Regions from separate parts of the Mus musculus genome. Here regions 1, 2, 3, 4 and 6 are each linked to region 5. The links are chromatin contacts, called in public ChIA-PET and promoter capture Hi-C maps. All regions are on one chromosome and are shown on one strand. Each heading gives the region's core, a stretch centred on a gene start, on an enhancer-like site or on the middle of the called end of the contact. The rest is flanking DNA. Distances are from core to core; before and after follow the strand shown.

The links. Promoter capture Hi-C pulls out the DNA fragments that hold promoters and counts their contacts. ChIA-PET counts read pairs in DNA pulled down with a chosen protein or histone mark. Capture Hi-C pulls out chosen DNA fragments and counts their contacts.
Region 1: a promoter capture Hi-C map of liver shows a contact between it and region 5. The contact joins the promoter of D630024D03Rik here to the promoter of Nsg2 in region 5. A contact is called at or near these places in 3 of 39 promoter capture datasets (hippocampal neurons, pre-B cells and stem cell-derived epiblast-like cells), 1 of 115 datasets of contacts at active chromatin or transcription factors (memory CD8 T cells) and 1 of 9 other capture datasets (liver).
Region 2: a promoter capture Hi-C map of hippocampal neurons shows a contact between it and region 5, with 1.8 times the contacts expected there. The contact joins the enhancer-like site here to the promoter of Nsg2 in region 5. A contact is called at or near these places in 4 of 39 promoter capture datasets (the C10 cell line, hippocampal neurons and pre-B cells), 16 of 484 Hi-C or Micro-C datasets (the AML12 cell line, B cells, LSK cells and 12 more), 6 of 115 datasets of contacts at active chromatin or transcription factors (embryonic basal ganglia, embryonic forebrain, embryonic hindbrain and 3 more) and 2 of 9 other capture datasets (liver and pancreatic islet).
Region 3: a contact with region 5 is called in a promoter capture Hi-C map of second pharyngeal arch cranial neural crest. The contact joins the promoter of Snrnp25 here to the promoter of Nsg2 in region 5. A contact is called at or near these places in 9 of 39 promoter capture datasets (the C10 cell line, cranial neural crest, embryonic stem cells and 6 more), 4 of 484 Hi-C or Micro-C datasets (CD8 T cells, the N1E-115 cell line, double positive thymocytes and 1 more), 10 of 115 datasets of contacts at active chromatin or transcription factors (SST interneurons, T-cell acute lymphoblastic leukemia, embryonic basal ganglia and 7 more) and 2 of 9 other capture datasets (liver and pancreatic islet).
Region 4: a contact with region 5 is called in a promoter capture Hi-C map of hippocampal neurons, with 4 times the contacts expected there. The contact joins the promoter of Rhbdf1 here to the promoter of Nsg2 in region 5. A contact is called at or near these places in 7 of 39 promoter capture datasets (the C10 cell line, cranial neural crest, hippocampal neurons and 3 more), 10 of 484 Hi-C or Micro-C datasets (the N1E-115 cell line, Sertoli cells, cardiomyocytes and 6 more), 9 of 115 datasets of contacts at active chromatin or transcription factors (double positive thymocytes, embryonic basal ganglia, embryonic forebrain and 6 more) and 1 of 9 other capture datasets (liver).
Region 6: a contact with region 5 is called in an RNA polymerase II ChIA-PET map of memory CD8 T cells, with 181 read pairs. The contact joins the promoter of Cpeb4 here to the promoter of Nsg2 in region 5. A contact is called at or near these places in 7 of 484 Hi-C or Micro-C datasets (CD4 T cells, the HPC-7 cell line, embryonic stem cells and 4 more) and 1 of 115 datasets of contacts at active chromatin or transcription factors (memory CD8 T cells).

What each region holds. Positions count from the first base shown.
Region 1 is chr11:31,823,271-31,825,996 of GRCm38.p6, reverse strand. D630024D03Rik (RIKEN cDNA D630024D03 gene) reads left to right here and starts at 1,450. Exons shown (of 4, transcript NR_102314.1): 1 at 1,450-1,704.
Region 2 is chr11:32,242,505-32,245,204 of GRCm38.p6, reverse strand. The region is part of intron 6 of Nprl3 (nitrogen permease regulator-like 3); the gene reads left to right. Among named protein-coding and RNA genes, the nearest start is that of Mpg, 17 kb to the right of the region's middle. RefSeq lists an enhancer at 1-177. Within about 2 kb of position 1,429, at least 40 of the 459 cell types and tissues checked have an H3K27ac peak or open chromatin away from gene starts, as enhancers often do. A contact at or near this core is called in cerebral cortex, cortical neurons, hippocampal neurons and 1 more, where this site is marked.
Region 3 is chr11:32,203,985-32,206,684 of GRCm38.p6, reverse strand. It overlaps Snrnp25 (small nuclear ribonucleoprotein 25 (U11/U12)), which reads right to left and starts at 1,270. Exons shown (of 5, transcript NM_030093.3): 1 at 1,022-1,270. The coding sequence starts at 1,063. It also overlaps a transcript of Il9r not described here.
Region 4 is chr11:32,220,869-32,223,640 of GRCm38.p6, reverse strand. It overlaps Rhbdf1 (rhomboid 5 homolog 1), which reads left to right and starts at 1,348. Exons shown (of 18, transcript NM_010117.2): 1 at 1,348-1,472.
Region 5 is chr11:31,999,066-32,001,765 of GRCm38.p6, reverse strand. Nsg2 (neuron specific gene family member 2) reads right to left here and starts at 1,347. Exons shown (of 5, transcript NM_008741.4): 1 at 1,170-1,347; 2 at 1-35. The coding sequence starts at 14.
Region 6 is chr11:31,869,566-31,872,265 of GRCm38.p6, reverse strand. It overlaps Cpeb4 (cytoplasmic polyadenylation element binding protein 4), which reads right to left and starts at 1,326. Exons shown (of 10, transcript NM_026252.4): 1 at 1-1,326.

The DNA.
Region 1 (2,726 bases), core at 201-2,700, 180 kb after region 5:
CACATAAAAAAACAAACCTAAAATATGTGTTTATGTGTACATGAGTGTGTGTGTGTGTGTGTGTGTGTGTGTGTGTGTGTGTGTGTGTGTTTTGAAGACTCTCAAGTGCAAAGTCGTAAGTGGTTAGAAAGCTCAGATCTAGACAGCAGGATGGTAGCAGGCCAGAAACAACTGTCTAACCGCTGGCTGCTTTCTCTGACTTCTCGGGGGGCTGAGCATGGGGCTCACTGGTGCGTGTATGCTTAAGAAGTATGAGGTCTCCAGAACCCCAAAGAGGGTAAATAGATACTGCAATTGGAGGGCTGTGGCTATATTTAAACAGAAGGTGGAGGCAATATTCTGAGCTACCTCCGAGGTGGAAATACATTGGTTCCCTCCCATACCCTCCAACTCTAGACCCAGCATCTCTACCAAGAGAGGAAGTTTATCTCCCAAGCCAAAAGACCAAATATAAGCACTGTTTTTGCCTGACTTGCTTGTAAAAAAAATCTCAACTTCTGACCCAGACATCTCCTGGCTGTGTGTCCTTGGGCCCTCTCTGAGCTTGGACTACCATTCCCACTCTCCCAAAACTGAAACCAGGGTAGAATTGGGAATCTTTTTGAAGACTGTGAAGTGATAGATGGGTGTAAGGTTTTAAGCAGAAAAATATTATTTACTTGTTAAGCAGATTAAGACAGAGAACTCCAAATTGATAACAGGTATGTCTCTATTACTCTTCAAAGGACAGAGAGAAATCACCAGCAGACACCATGGGGACCTGGAAGCCCCTGGTTGTTCATAGCTTCACTACTGTTTAGTAGGCATAGGTCAGGTGGGGTCGGAAAGTCTCCTCTGAAATGTGCAGTCAGTTGTGTTCCAGGCAAACTCAACAATCATTAGCCATGTACTCTTGTTTATTCTGCCCCAGCCTGGAATTTGGCCTCTTACAAAACCCCAGCTTCAGGAGAACAGGTTGGGCCAAAGTGTGTCAAGGTGGCCTCCCAGGAAGATGCCGTGTGTTTGCTCAGCAGATGCCAAGTCACGCCCAGCACAGTGAGCCAGATGACCTCTGTAGACACCTATCTGAGAGCTGGGACCGACCCCCGGGACACTCCTTTCAAATCTGGGTGGCTCCACAGCTGTGTTGGATGGCAGGATGCCATGGTAACCACAGCGGTTTTTTGGCTTAGTCATCTGTCATTGGAACATCTCACGCAAACTGAGCAAAATGTGAAAATTGTGAAACTATGAGAATGGAGCAGCCACGTGCCATATTCACCTGCTATGCAGGGCTTCACCCTCTGCCCTCGGGAGATCAGGGGTGGAACACCCAGGCCAGGGATTCAACATAGATTTTGAGGGACACATGTACTGCTTGAGGCATATCTGTGTTCACGAATGGAAAATGCTCAAAACCGTCTCCCTGGCTACCCACAGTCACGTGCCCTGCTCTGATTTTTCCAGGGCAGGGAGTGCGACCTCGCTGCTGAGTTAGCCTGGCTCTTGAGCCGGGCTGATAGAAACTCCCCCAATCCCCACTTGTTTCTGTGTTTAGGGTTTGGCAAACTGGTGTTTTCACTCTCAGGGGCTAGCTCCATTTGTCTGGCCACTTTTCTGACTACAGTGCTGGGTACTGCACCTTTACAACAAGGCTGTGAGGGCTGAGCACTCAGAGGCAGAGGCTGGGGGATCCCTGAGTTCAAGGCTACCCAGGGCTACGCAGTAAGTATCTCAAAAACTCAAATAATAGTAATAATTTTTTTAAAAACTAGAATAAAGTTCTTGGGTTTTAGCAAATGTGGGAGGTGAGAATATTCATATGCTACCCTGGGGGAAATAGCTGAGCCTATTTCCAGTTGGGGTAACAAAACAGGTGTCCGGTTTTCCATCTCTCTTTCAAACTTTCCTACCTTAAGGAAAGGGCATTCAGAAGCCTCATCAAGGCAATTTTGTTGGAAAATTTGGTCTCATTTTCTGAAGCTAAAGCTAGATAATGCTTTGTTCAGCAATACCGTGTTTAGCTGTCCTCATGGGATGGGTGGAAAACAAGGGGGCTTTCTGGACCTGTTTACCTGTAGCATAAAGCCTTAGTATGCTTTGTGCTAGAACCTCCAAGTAGTTGAATTTCAGTTGGGGATTTTGTTGTAATTCTCTTTGCTTTTCCTCCTCCCCACCTTTTACCAAGTATAATCTGCTCTATGACTCTCCCTAGCCGTATCCCAGATTAATTGGGTCAGATGCTGGGGTGAGGCCAGCAGTGTGTGACGAGCCTTGGTGGAGAGAAAGAAGACTGTGGCCTTCAGGCACAAAGGCAGGAATATTGCAACCCCCATTCCGTACAAGCAGCAGCCCCCACTAATGACAATGGGTTCCACGAAAGCCACACTCTGGAAGAGGTACCCAAGTGGGGCTAGCCACAGAGCTGGAAGACTGTCTCAAAACCACACAAGGCCGTATGATTCTAGAATGCAAGTGGTAGCTGTTCGCCCATGTAGTTCGCCCATGTTCGTCCTTGCAGTTCCAACTCATCTTCAGCTCTACTGAAAGCTGACAGCTCAGTCTTGAAAACCCAAAGCTCTGCTCCTGCTATCAGGAGGATTCCTGCATCCATTTATTGTATCCTCCATTCCAGACTGGACTCCTAAACCATGCCACGCCCTATCTGGGCACCAGGGCTAACAAGGTAACTAAGAAATGATTGTCACTTGCAGGAAGCTCATGCAATAGTCACCTTGGGCCTCAGG
Region 2 (2,700 bases), core at 180-2,679, 240 kb before region 5:
TGCCCACAGCTGGCATTTAATCCTGGCCTGCACTGCCACACAAGTCTCTGTATGTACCTTTCCCTGTAACTCTGTAGTTTATATACTGCGCCATCCAGAGTAAGATTCTTCCAAATACAAGGCTGTAATTTGTTTCCTCTTTTGCTGTGCCCCAGGTGCCCGAAACACTACTTAGAGCTGTACCTAGCACATGGTTGTCACCACATCACTGAGGTCCTGGGTGGACCAGAATCAGCTGTGTTTGAAATGATAGGACTCTTGGTATTTAATTCTGATTCTATGTTGTTTCAATAGCCACCCTGTACTATACCCTAAATAAGAGAGCTCAAAAATAGGACCTGCTATTTCTTCCTGTTGTGACCATAAGTTGATTAGAGGAGCCTGGCTGGTATTTGCATGGGCATGACCACAGCGCAGCACAGTGTAACCCTTTCCTCTCTTGCTTTTTCCCATCAGTGTGAATGCTGAGAGGGTTTCCAGATGCAGTGTTTCTCAAGGTTGGTTGTGAGCTTTGCATTCCCTCCTGGAAACTGTACACACAGACTTGGTTAGGGCCAATTTTTAGAAAAGCCAAGAGTGTTGACCTCAGAGAGCCTGTGTCTTTGACCCACATCTTGACATTAAACCCTGCTTTTAACAGACTTTAAAGTTTGTTCCTCCCCCAACCCCCGTGAACCTCCCCAGTGAACCACCATTGTCCTCTAGGCTCAGCCACAGCCTGTGGTGCCCATCTGTACACCCATCCTCAGTGGTTCTGAGGCCCTGGGAGACACAGGCATAGATGGTTTGGAGCCATGAGGTGGCTTGCATTAAACAGAGATCCTGGGGAGGGTCACAGATGTGCTCTCCCATTTCCTTTCCCCTCTGCTATTCTCTGCTTGAAGGAGAAAAAGACTTGTTTTTGGTTTTGTATTTGGAGCTGTTGGCTAGAGTCCCGGCGACCCTCTGGGGAAACTCAGAACTTAGAGCTCTTGTCTTGCTGGAGGCTTCAGGGAAGAGGCTGTAATAGTCCTTGGCAGCTATTGTGGGCCATGCTGAGAATCTTAGCATTTGAGAGGTAGAGGCACGAGGATCACAAGCTTGAGGCCAGCTTGGGGTACACAACAAAATTCTGTCAATAAATAAATAGGAAAATAGTGAGTGGGGTGTGGCAGCATACATCTCTACTCCCAGCTCCCGAAAGGCGGAGGCAGGCACATCTCTGTGAGTTGGAATCCAGCCTACATATGGAGACCCAACACATAGACCCTGTCTTGGAAAAAGAAAGCGATGGGGGTGGGAGGAAAGAGAAAACAAAAGTGTGTTTTCTGAGCCTGGAGCAAGGACCTTGTTTCTCCCACAGTATCCAAACATTTCACCTTTGACCCAGGCAGGAAGAACTCTCGCCACATCCCCTTTAACTCCTAGTCTGCCCTGTCCTTGGCCACTCCCACACTGGGAGCTGAGAATAGCAGCAGAGTGGGTGGTGATGGGAAAAGCTTCTTGGCCGCTCTTCTGGGTGGGAGGCAGCCCAGAAAACAAGATGAGGGAAGGTGCTGTGGCAGTTTGGGAACCAAGGGATGGGTCCTGTTTTGAGAATGGAGTTATGAAGCGTTAGGTTATCTTTCCCGCACTGGATGAAGGAGGCTACCTGTCTGCTTGGCTCTTCCGAGCTTGACTGGGTTGGGGCAGATGACAGGAAATGCCTTTCTCAGGCAGAATAAGTGCAAGTCACAGGGGCTTTGCCTGAGCAGTTGCTTTTCTTTATAGCATTTGTATAATTGCATTTCAGAAATGTGCTAACATACTTTTTGCCCACTCAGCATATAGACCTGAACAGATTCTATTTAATAAGCACATGTTGTTGGCACTTAGCACCAGGACTGTGTGGCTGAGCCATGGGTGGGAGGAACTCCTCCTTCACACAACCCTTTCCTCCTGGGTGTGGGTCTATAGGGACAACCCACAGGGCTACCTCTCTACGGGATGAGTTCTGGGAAGACAGTGTTCCTGCAGACCACTGCCTGACTCTAGGTTCTCCCCACCTTCCACTCATGAGTGCTTCGTGTGCCCATGCAAACCTTCCATATACCTGGTGTGGTTGGTTAGGGCAGTATTAGGTAGCAAACTGGTAGTATCCTGTGGTCATGAGTACAGGGTATAGGGTGAGGGGCCAGAGTGAAGGTGGGGCCAGGATACCTCACTGAGAGTGTACACTTGAGATTGGAGTTACGAGAAAGTCACAAGGTGTCTGGGAAGAGAGGCCATGGCAAACTTAAGTGCCAGGGTCCTGAGAATGGCTGGACTTGAGTGATGGAGATGGAAATGAGGGCAGGAAGAATATGCAGCACACCCAGGGTTCTCTATGTTGGAGAAACATGGATGATACTGCCCAGGTAGAAGCTGTAAGGAGAGCGACCAAGACACCTCCTCAGGTGCTGGTTGTCTGGGAGCTCTGGCCTTGTTTTGCTGAGAGGTCTGGATTTGCAGGTAGAGCACATAGAATGTGTGATGGTTTGAGATGCTGTATGCTGCCGTGCCTGAGCATGTTGAGCTGTAAATATGTGTCAACCACTGAGAATTTGGAGGAAAAGGTTCGCCATGGAGGAATATTTGGGCTTGGCTGGGTAGTCACTGCATGTCCTCTGATTGATAGCTGCACAAGTTACACCTGTGGTGCTCCACCACCACCAGCAAGGTACATAAAGGGAGGTGCTTTGT
Region 3 (2,700 bases), core at 21-2,520, 200 kb before region 5:
TAGAAGGTGTGGCCCAGTTACAATAGGTGTAGCTTGCTGGAGTAGGTGTGTCACTATGGGCTTGGGCTTTAAGACCCTCATCCTTGCTGCCAATATTCTGCTAGCAGCTTTCAGATGAAGATGTAGAACTCTCAGCTCCCCCTGCACCATGCCTGCCTAGATGCTGCCATGCTCTTGCCTTGATGATAATGGACTGAACCTCTGAACATGTAAGCCAGCCCCAATTAAATGTCCTTATAAGAGTCCACGTGGTCAGCCACCTCAGTGAAGTTGGAGATTAGGTTGTATTGAATAAACTTTAAAGGAAAAAAAAAAAAAAGGAGTTGCCTTGGTCACACTGTCTGTTCACAGCAGTAAAACTCTGACTAAGACACCTATTGTGTGTTAGGATTTTCAATTAACACTGGGCCTGGCGATCCTGAGAGTATTGTATCAAGAGGCTCCAGGCCTGTACCTCAGGTCCAGGGTGCAACTGACCGGCTACCTAAAACCTTTGATAACAAAATGTCTTTTGTTTGTTTTGAGGCAGAGACCCACTACTCCAGACCCTTGGCTGGCCTGGAGCTCTCAATGTATCAGGCTGGCCTCAAACTCACAGAGATTCCCTTGCCTCGGCATCCCGGGTGCTGAGATTAAAGGTCTGGCCAGACAAGAGATGTTTTAATAAAACACAGAGGGAAGTACAAATAAACTTGTGTAACTCAGTGGTAGAGCACTTATTTAGCATTCGAAAGGTTCTCAGTTTGGCTCCCAGTTCTGTGCGCACACAGACGTTAAATAAAAACACCTTTGATTGGCAAGGTTAAAGAATACATTAACTACTAAGTCACGCATACTGAAGTTTCAGGCAAAAGGAAAAGACTTGTCACACTCATCCTGAGTTCATATCTTAGTGTTTGTTTAATTCAAACTTCACGGCTCAGAGGGGCTCCTCACCCTAAGCGTTCCACTTATGCGCAGAAGCGTCTTTCTCTGGTGGGACCACCAGCGCCCATCCACACCCCAGAGCCCTGTCTCGCACCTGGATCGGAAGGTCGCAGAGCAGCGGGTCTTGCACCACCATGGCGAGACCTTCTTGGAACACGTCCACAGCCTCGGAATGGGGCAATGTCTCCTCATCATCCTCGTCGTCCTCCGGCACCTCCGGCCGATCCTCAGCCTCCGGGTCCTCCAGGACTGCCTACTACTAGACTAGTGTTGCTTTCCGGCGCTCCTCCAGCCTGCCCTGCCTTCCAGGTTGATAAGCAAAAGGCGCGTGCGCAGTGATTGTGTCCCGCCCCGACGAGATAGCTTAGCCAATGGTATACTGCGTGGCTTCAGTAGCCAATGAAATGTGCGAGTCTTCGGGAGGCTGGGAGCGTGCAGACAGCAGGTTATTGGCTGGATAGAGCAGGTCACGTTGGTGGTGCGAGCGGCGCGGGAGCTACGAGCTATTCTGTTCCCCGCTGCTGAGCTTCTCTTCGGTCTGGGCTGGTTGTCAAGGAAGGCCAGCGTTGCTATCGTTTCGCGCAAGACACCTGTCCCCGTGCACGGCATCACCCAACAAGGTGACGCTGGGAGGCGGGCGCCTCCTGCTGCCTGGGGCCTGCCGTTGCCACTCGCGTGCTGTTGCCCCAGCCAGGTCGCTTCGCAGTCACTTGAGATTATGCCATGGGCTCCATTCCAAAAAATTGCCTAAAAGGTCCACTTTAAAGTAAGGTGGAAGCCGGGCATGATGGTGCACGCCTTTAATCCCAGCGCTTGGTAGGCAGAGGCAGGCGGATCTCTGAGTTCGAGGCCAGCCTGGCCAGAGTGAGTTCCAGAACAGCCAGGGCTATACAGAGAAACCCTGTCTCAAAAATCCAACCAACCAACCAACCAAAAAACCCACCAACCCCCTCCCCGCACAAAAACCAACTCCAACTCCAACACACACACACACACAAATAGAATAAAAAGTGAAGTGAAGCTTTGGCTTGGTGGCACACACCTTTAATCTCAGCACACAGGAGGCAGAGGCAGTTGGATCTGAATCGAGAGCTAGGTCTGTATGGGAGAGCAGGGACTACAGAGGGAAGTTGTCTAAACAAAACAAATCTAGGCGGGACCTGTGGTCCTCGGAGCTGTCAAGGGCAGCCTTGCCATGCGCTGATCTCTAGTCCTCGTGTTCTTTTACACCACCAGTCCCTGTAACAACTGTTCTTATGAGGACGCTGTGTAGGCAGCACTGTGGGCTTTTTCTTTTTTCTTTGCTCCCGTCACATTCCCTGGATAGCTACTTTAATCACTTGCCTCATTTTTAAAATCCTATGTGTATGGGTCATTTTCGGCGTGTATTTCTTCTGGGCACTGAGAAACATCGTGTGAGTGCTGGGAATCAAATTTGGCCCTCTGGAAGAACAACAACCGTGTCTCTCTCTCTCTCTCTCTCTCTCTCTCTCTCTCCCTCCCTCCCTCTCTCTCTCTCTCCCTCTCCTCCCTCTCCCTCCCTCCCTCTCTCCCTCCCTCCCTCCCTCCCTCCCTCCCTCAATCATGGTTATCCTACTTAAAACTCTTATCCCCTATGCCAAGCTTGTTGTACGCACTTGGAGAAAATCCTAGCACTTGGAGAGACTGAGGCAGGAGAAAGGGTTTAAAGCCCAGGAGAGTTGCACAGCAGAGATAAAGAAGAAAGTAAGAGGAACAGGTTACATAGTGAGACCCTTTCTCAAAACAAAAATA
Region 4 (2,772 bases), core at 99-2,598, 220 kb before region 5:
CTTGCATTGAAGATGACTTGGGCTGGAGAGATGGCTCAGCAGCTAAGAGAGCTTTCTGCCTTTACAGAGGACCAGAGCTTGGCTCCCAGCACACACACTGGACAGCTCACAACTGCCTATAACTACAGTTCCAGGAGGATCTGATGCCCCCTCTGGCATGTGTGGGCACCTGCAACCACACACAGAGATAAAAATAAACACAGAAGAATTCTTTCTGTAAGAAAAGACGACTGACCCCTGGGTGTGTCTTCACAGTGAGTCTCCTGTAGGACTTCTTGCAGCTGGTAATAGATTTCTAGGTCTCAACAAAGGTCTAGGTGACCCTGCAGCATCCACAGCAGGAAGGAGTAGGGACCTACAGGCACCAGATGCCCGGTTCCTGTGGCCGGTTCCCTGATTTTCCAGAAAGGATGCAACCCCCGCACCTCCAGCCAGCCCAGTTTGGGCGTCCAGACCCTGCTTATTCCTAGCATGAGTCAAGAATGCTAGGCATGAAGACTGTCCCATCTCTGGCTTGGCATGTGTGGGTTACAGGAGCCCAGAACATCTGCACCACGACAGCTTTCTTCTCCCTCAGCCTTCAGCCTCAGCCGAGAGCAAAAGAAGCACTTCCTGTCCAGTATACAGAGTGATGAACCGTGCCTGACGTTATACGTGAGCACTGAGGCTGAAGAGAGAAGAGTGAGCGCATGCGCGGATGTAATGGCTTGAGGGGTGGCAGGTGTAGTCTAACCCTTGTACCTGCTGGGAAAGAAGTAGGGGAAGGGGTAATTGCTGAGCTGCGGTTCCTGTGAAATGGTGTATCAGTGTATGAACGTGAGTGTGCACACTTATAAATGTGTTAGGGTAGAGAGTGTGAGCCCATGGAAGTGCATTTTGAATAGGTGTGCGCACGTGTCTGTGTAAACAGGTGCGAGAGGCCTGAATGCATGAATGTTTGTTAGAAAGATCAGGCGCGTGTGCACAGGACAAGTGAGAGCTTCGGGACCCTCAGTGATGTGCCAGTGCGTGCCTTCGGAAGGGGCGTTCAATCTGCCTTTTAGGTCCCTTCCCACGCCACCCTCTTGCTTTGGAGGTCCCCTTCCTCTCTTCCCAAGCACAGGGGCAGCACAAGATGAAGGAGTATGGAAAGGCGAGTCCAAGACAGATGTTATGATTAAGGTGGTCGCTGGCGAGCCCGACTCCCAGCTACAGGTGTCTCTGCGGGACCCCTGGCAGAGCACAGCCGGAGGTCTTCCCGGAGGAGGCGCCCGGGGCTGGCAGCGGGCGGCGCGCATTCCTCAGCCCTGAGTCAGGCGGCCGCCCCTCTGCCGGGCCCGCCCCCGGCGCGCACGCCCCTCGGCCCGTGGCATTCCCAGGCGGACGGGTCGGGCCGGCGCGCGGGCGGCGCAGGCAGGGACTAGGCGCGGGCGCCCTCCCGGCCCGCAGCGGCGGCAGCAGCCGGTGCAGACCCTTCTGAGGACCCTACGGCGGTGAGTGGCGGCCGGGGTCTTTGCGCGGGGTTCCGGGCGGGCGAGTGCGGAGCTTGCGTTCTGGCGCGTGTCCGCCGATCGCTGGCAGTCGGTGCGCGGAGTTTCCCGAGCGCCGGCGCAGGCGGCGCGGCCCGGATTCCAGCCCGGCGCCCCACAGAAATAGCCCGTGGTCGGATCGGCGCGGCCTGGCGGGCGGGGCAGCGGAGTAGCAGCCCCGCCGGGTCCCCGGGGACAGGAGTCCGGGGGCCGCAGCCGCCCTGAGCGGCCCCTCCGCTGCCAGCCCCCACACCCCATGCCCTCCGTGCTCCCAGGGCCCCGAAGGTGGCGTCTGAAACTCTGCACAGAGAGCGCGACTTCGGGCCACAGGGTCCGCTTCCTCCCACTCACGGGAGTAACAGTGGCAGCTGCGGGCCGGGGAGCTCGGCTGGGCCTGCTCGGCCCGTTTCAGCCCGGTTCGCATCGGCAAACTCGGGAAGTGCCTCCAAAGACATCTCCTGCCCTGTACAGTGGCCCCGGGGGCGAGCCCGAGGCCACAGTCGGGATCTTGAAGTAGGCCTGGGCGCGGTGGGGTGACCGCGGACCCCAAGGGCTCAGGGATAGGCGAGAGGGCCTGTCTGTCCTGCTGGGAGCACGCTAGTAGAGCTGGGTGGAGAACGGTCAAGGGACTCCCCCTAGGCTTTCTTTCCGCTCAGATAGTCCGGACCAGAGTTCCTGCTCCGTGTGCCTCTTGGAGTAGTGTGTCTGTCTGCGTGGGCGGGGCCTGGATCCGGAGGCCCCCCGCTCTGTCCTGGGAAAGCCCCCCCTCCCCACTTCCTGTTGAAGCCGGGAGAAGATTCTAGGATGAAACTGGCTTTTCAGGTTTAGACCAGCTAAGAAGTCGGGGCAGTCCCAGGCTAGGTGCTCCCCACCTCCATGGGGCGAGCCTCAGCCCCTTGCCCCCGCCCTTAAGCCTAGAGGATGCTGGGGAACTCAGCAGCTGGCCAGTTCTCAAGAGGTTGCAGAGGCTGAGCCCTATGCTTACCAGGGTCATTCTGGGCAATCCGGGTAAGAGGGCAAGGGTGTCGGGTAGGTCCAGTACAGTACAGGGTAGGGTAGTACAGGTTCTGGCACCAGTCCACAGAACTCCAGGCAGCCTCCATGGCTGGCTAGCTCCTCTGCAGGAGCCTTACTGGGAAGTCCACTTGGGTGAGCCAGTATAGCTCCCCTCGGGGTCTAGAGGTGCTGGTTTGGGTCTCCCATTAAGGGACAGTCAGGGCCCTCCCTCCTATCGCCCTAGCTCTAGTCCTCAGCGGAGCCCCTT
Region 5 (2,700 bases), core at 98-2,597:
TTCAGCTTCACCATGCTTCTGCTTTTATTCCAGACCTAAGGCAAGCAGCAGGATTCTGGTTACAGTGGGAATGTGAGGGGCTGAGGACGGTCTGAGACAGCTCAACTGCAGCAGCATTCAACCTGGCAACAGCCATCAATCTCCCACTAGATTTCCTGACATGATTCCCATTGTCCGGGGAAACTTCATTAATCATCAGAATGTGCTAACTGCTCACCGAGTTCACCAACCCTCGAATTAGGGAGCCCCTCCCAAACCCCCAAACCCCCAAACCAAAAAACCCCCAAAACCTCAGACCTTCATTTTTTTTTTAAATGAGCTTAAAAAAAATACCAAGAAACTGTGGCTAACATATCCCTAGAGCCCCACTGGCAAGATTGTTCTTAGCACAAAAGGAAACTCCATTATTCTGGGCCCCCTGCAGTAAGATACATTTCATCTCACCACCCACATCGCTATTTTGCCTTTTCTTCACCAATCTCTAAAACACAATTAAATACAGTCAATCTCTCTCTCAAGACCCCCCTCTCTCTCTCTCTCTCTCTCTCTCTCTCTCTCTCTCTCTTTTACATAATATGTAGATTGTACACGAGACCCAGGTTTCTACATCAGAAAGAGGCTGGCTTGAACCTGATCTCCTTATTCAGCCATGAAATAGCTCCATTTCCTCAATAGCCAGGGCCTTCCTTCCTTCCTTCCTTCCTTTCTTTCTTTCTTTCTTTCTTTCTTTCTTTCTTTCTTTCTTTCTTTCTTTCTTTCTTTCTTTCTTTCTTTCTTTCTTTCTTTCTTTCCTTCTTTCTTTCCTTCCTTCCTTCCTTCCTTCCTTCCTTCCTTCCTTCCTTCCTTCCTTCCTTCCTTCCTTCTTTCTTTCTTTCTTTCTTTCTTTCTTTCTTTCTTTCTTCCTTCCTTTCTTTCTTTTCATGGAAAGTTAGCAGCCCCCATATTGCAAGATTGCCAACTAAATAAACAAATCACATTATTTCCCTCCAGTTCCCTTTGAACTCAAGGATTGATTTCACCGCACCCTCAAAAGCCCTGCACAACTGAATTTCTCCTGTCAATCCGGCTGGTGGGACGTAATTAGACAAACGGAGTTGTGGGGATGACAGGGTGGTAAGGGCTGGGAGGGTGCTGGGGAGTGGTTACAACAAAAACAAATGCCTACTTACTGTGCGGCACTGGTGGGGGTCAGAGCAGAGTCAAGCCAATATGTAGAGGAGGAGGACAAACAGGAGTCCTCCCTCCTCAGCCAGAGCGTGGTGCTGAAAAAAGCAGCCCTCGCGTGCCTGGATCCGGAGCTTCTGAGAACGAGGCGCCAGCGCGCAGAGAAGATCTGGCAGCTGCCAGCCTGCTCGCCAGCTCGCGCCTCCCACCGGGGACGGCTCCCACACCACCTGTCATCTGGCACCACCTGCTGTTTCTCATGCATGGCCACAACCCCTGCATAGGACAAACGTTTTAAAGAAAAGTGGAAGGAATTTTGGTTATTCCAAAAACAGTAATGTGGCTTATAATTTTTTTTACAATAATGTAAAATGCAATTCTTGAGTCTTTGGTGGAAACTGAAAAAGCAGGCACTTTGTTTTTTGTTTTGTTTTGTTTTGTTTTAGGAGAAGGGCTCCCCTCTTGCTAAAGCTTCCCTAACAATACTGTAAAACTCAAAACACCTGCTCTGGGTTAGAAGAGAAAGTAAACTGGTAGTTACTTTCCATTTCCTGTGCTGTTACACCTTTCTGGTCTCTTTCAAGCTACTGCCCTCTTTTGTAAACTGTGGTTTCTAACAAAGACTGGGAAATGGGGTGGCTTGCACTGTGAACACACCTGCATAAACTGCAGACAGTGCATAGACTTGACCTGTCTAAGGTCACAGAACTGGAAAAGGCCAGAACTGGGACTTGATCCCTGACTCTTGTCCCCAAAATCCATATCTAGGTCAAGACGTTAAATAACATCCAGTTTGCTGACCAGAGTAAGAAGGAGTGGAGAGGCAGTGTCAGCCGGACCAAACTGGCTGGGTGGGTCTGACACATTTTCAGCCACTCCCTGAGCCTCTGCTGCCTTGCCTTTGATGGAGGATAACAGCACTTGCAGAATGAGATGGCAGGGAGTACGGGAAGAGAATGTACCCATGGAAACACATCTGACTTGTGAGAGATGCTCTGAACGCCTATTTCAACCACAGGGATGATTGAGCCCACTGCCAGTGACTTCTCCCAGCTGTGGCTCAAATCACTGTTCATCAACAGCTGCAGTACTGACTGAGTGGTTCACTTTGATTTAAAAAATATTTGTTCTGTGTGGAAAAAAAAAAATCACCCTAGCTAGTGTCTATGTGTTACAAGGCACAGAAACGCGTGTGTCTTCTGTATTGTTCGGGCATGAAATGTGTGTAAGGGTTTTTGAGACCATGAAGGCTGTCATCTATCAGCACCACACAGGGCAGTGTTAAATGGTGATGTATATGTGTGAGAGGGAAGTATTCTAAGAAATATTGGTTTTCCTTCCCCTTCTTTCCAAAGACCTAAATGACTGCCAAATTCATGCATGGCACGAGACCAGCACAGTATAGCCAGCAACCACAGGTTCAATTGTGAACATGTATATTTCAGATCCTAACGCTGCTGCCCTAAGAGTCAAAGAAATCCCCTCTGATAGTTCATGGCTGATTGACAAGGAAAAGCCACACTTTTCAAGACAGAG
Region 6 (2,700 bases), core at 77-2,576, 130 kb after region 5:
CTCACAATAAAAAAAAGACAACCTAATGTCTCACGTCTTTCCTCCCCTGTATCTCAAATATGTTTGCTTGAAGTATCTTATTTATAGCTAACTCAAAGATCACAGCTTATCACCCTACGTATCTCTGATTTGGAATTCTGGTCTCTCTGAATGGAAAAGAACCTAAAAAAAAAAACCTCTTAAAATATTGATATGAATCCAATTGGGCTTATTTCAAGGAAGGAATAAAAAAGGAAAAAGGTAAAAATCAAGTCTTTGGTTAGTAAAATAGGCGCTTTCTTTTTCCAAAGGAAAATGTTCATGAATGACAAAAACACAGCTTCTCAAGCATCTATGGATATAGAAGAATAAGCATTGTGCGGAGTAAAAATATATATATATAAAATTTAACAATCACATATGGTCTTCCTCAGCAGTTTAGATTCACATAAAAATTAGAATAGGATTAAGGGGTGAATACGTTCTTTTCTTGGCAGCTTGGTTAAAAAAATCAGGAATAATTTAAGAACATTATATATTATATATTTATATATAGATAGATTATATTAGGTTATCTGGGGCGGGAGGTGAATTTCTGGTTGCCAAAGAGGAAATCAGCCTTGACTAAAGGAAAGATGATTGCAGGGAGATTTCTGCTGTTCCTGGTCCTGTTTCTGTTCTTTTGTAGGGTGCAGTGTGGGCCTCTGGGGCTGTTCCTTGGGCTCCGGGTGCAGATCTTGCTGCGTTTGCTGTTCTTGGGCTCCCCTCGGCCTCCTTTCCCCCATGAAAGGGGTTGGAAACACCCGTTTCTCCCTCTGGGGGGTGTCGCGATCAGGAGGGATTAGCGAGACTGGACAAGGGCAAGCTGGCGGCCCGGGGGTGCGGGGAGCAAGGGGGCGACCTGGAAGGTCCTGCGGTTTCTGCCTCTTCCCCTCTCTGCGGCTCCGGGATTTTTTTCCCTCATGGGACCCAGGGGCGGTTTGTTCAGTTCTCTCAGTTCGATTCTCCGCCGGGGGGAGGGGGAAGGGGGATGGACAAAAAGGAAAACCCCGCTACCGTAGTTACTCTACAGGAGAAAAGCCTCCCCCCTCGGCTCGCGCTCTCTTTTCCCCTAGACTGATTGGAAACTATAATTTAGAAGGCTTTTGTTTCTCCTCACGGTTGCTGGGCCGCCGCCGCCGCCGCTTTTCCCCGGTCCCGCAGTCCCAGCTGTCGTCGTTGCGGACTCCGTCTGGCTCTTCTTTTTCTTCCTTCTTCCTCCTCGTCTTCCTCTGCTGTCGCCGCTGCCGCCGCCGCCGCCGCCGCCACTGCCTCCGGTGCCCAGGTCCCGCAGCCGCGGCTGAGTCCTTCTCCTCAGGACCGAGCCGAGTGAAATGACAACCAGCTGGAAAGACCGAGAGACACTTCCGGTTCGATGAGGGAGGGGCGGGGTGCTGCGGAGGCCACGCCTAGCAGCCGGAAGACCAATCCGACACCACAATCCCGACTAGGCCACGCCTCCCAGCCTCAGAGCTCCACCCAGGAAGGTCTCTGGTCATCTCAGAGCCGCCTCTTCCGCCTGCGCCTCGCCCAGCGGGGCCGGCGTCGGCCTCGGGTCTGCGCACCCAGTGCAAGCGGTGCACCGCCATCTTTTTTATGGGCAAAGATTCCTTTGCGATTTATGTTCCCAAAGCAGGCTTCTTAGGAAGTCCGTAGAGAGACGCTCGGAAGAGAATGGACATCTTGCACACTGAAACACTGAGCTAAAGTGTTGGGGGTCGAAGTGGCAACCCATGAAACCTAGAATAAACGAGAGGCCTGCCCTGAGTAAAGGTGGGTGCCCCGGGCATCACGTGCTCTGGCCCGAGCTCCGCCCCCGAGGGATGGAAGGAGAGGCGGGTTTTCCCGGCATCTGTGCTGTGCCTAGAACTGCATAGTCCTTATCCTGAACGCACGTCTCCGGAGGGATTCCCTTCAGTCTCCATTCCTCCACCCGAACCACCTACTCTCCCATCCTCCCTTTGAGATGCAGATGCTGTAGGCGTCCATGGCTGAGCCACCAACTATTAGCTTTCTACTCCACCTTCCAAGCAGAACGGAGGGATTTTTCTAAAAACGAAATTCCAGTCACGGTCCTGTTGTGCTCATACCTTTTTAAAAATGGCAGTCCGTTACCTGGAGAATAAAGACCAAACTCCGTATTGTCCTGTGGGCAGTATTCTCTGTGCCTTTTTCCACGCCTTTGTCGTCTCCTCTTGGCAAACTCTCATTTCGTTTTAGGAGTAAGTCTCCAACCTACCTACTCTGCCTTCGGAATCTCTTTTTACAGGCATACATGACCCTCGATACCGCTCATGCTTTTATATGGCATTATATTACATTGGTGGCTTATGTCTCTAAATCAGTGCTTAAAACAGTAGTTCTCAACAACTGGGTTGTGATGCCTTCAGGGAGGTGTCCAATGACCCTTTCACAGGGATTGCCTAAGACCCTCAGAAAACACAGATGTTCACATTACAATTCATAACAGTAGCAAAATTACAGTTATGAAGTAGCAACAAAAGTAATTTTATGGTGGGGAGGGGTCACCACAGCACGAGTAACTGTATGAAAGGGTCGCAGCATTAGGAAGGTTGAGAGCCACTGCTCGAAAGATTTGACATTGAAGATTGGAAGCACCAGAGAGGAATCTTGAATGGAGACATACATAGAGAAAAGCAGCAAGAATGAAATCTTTTCTGA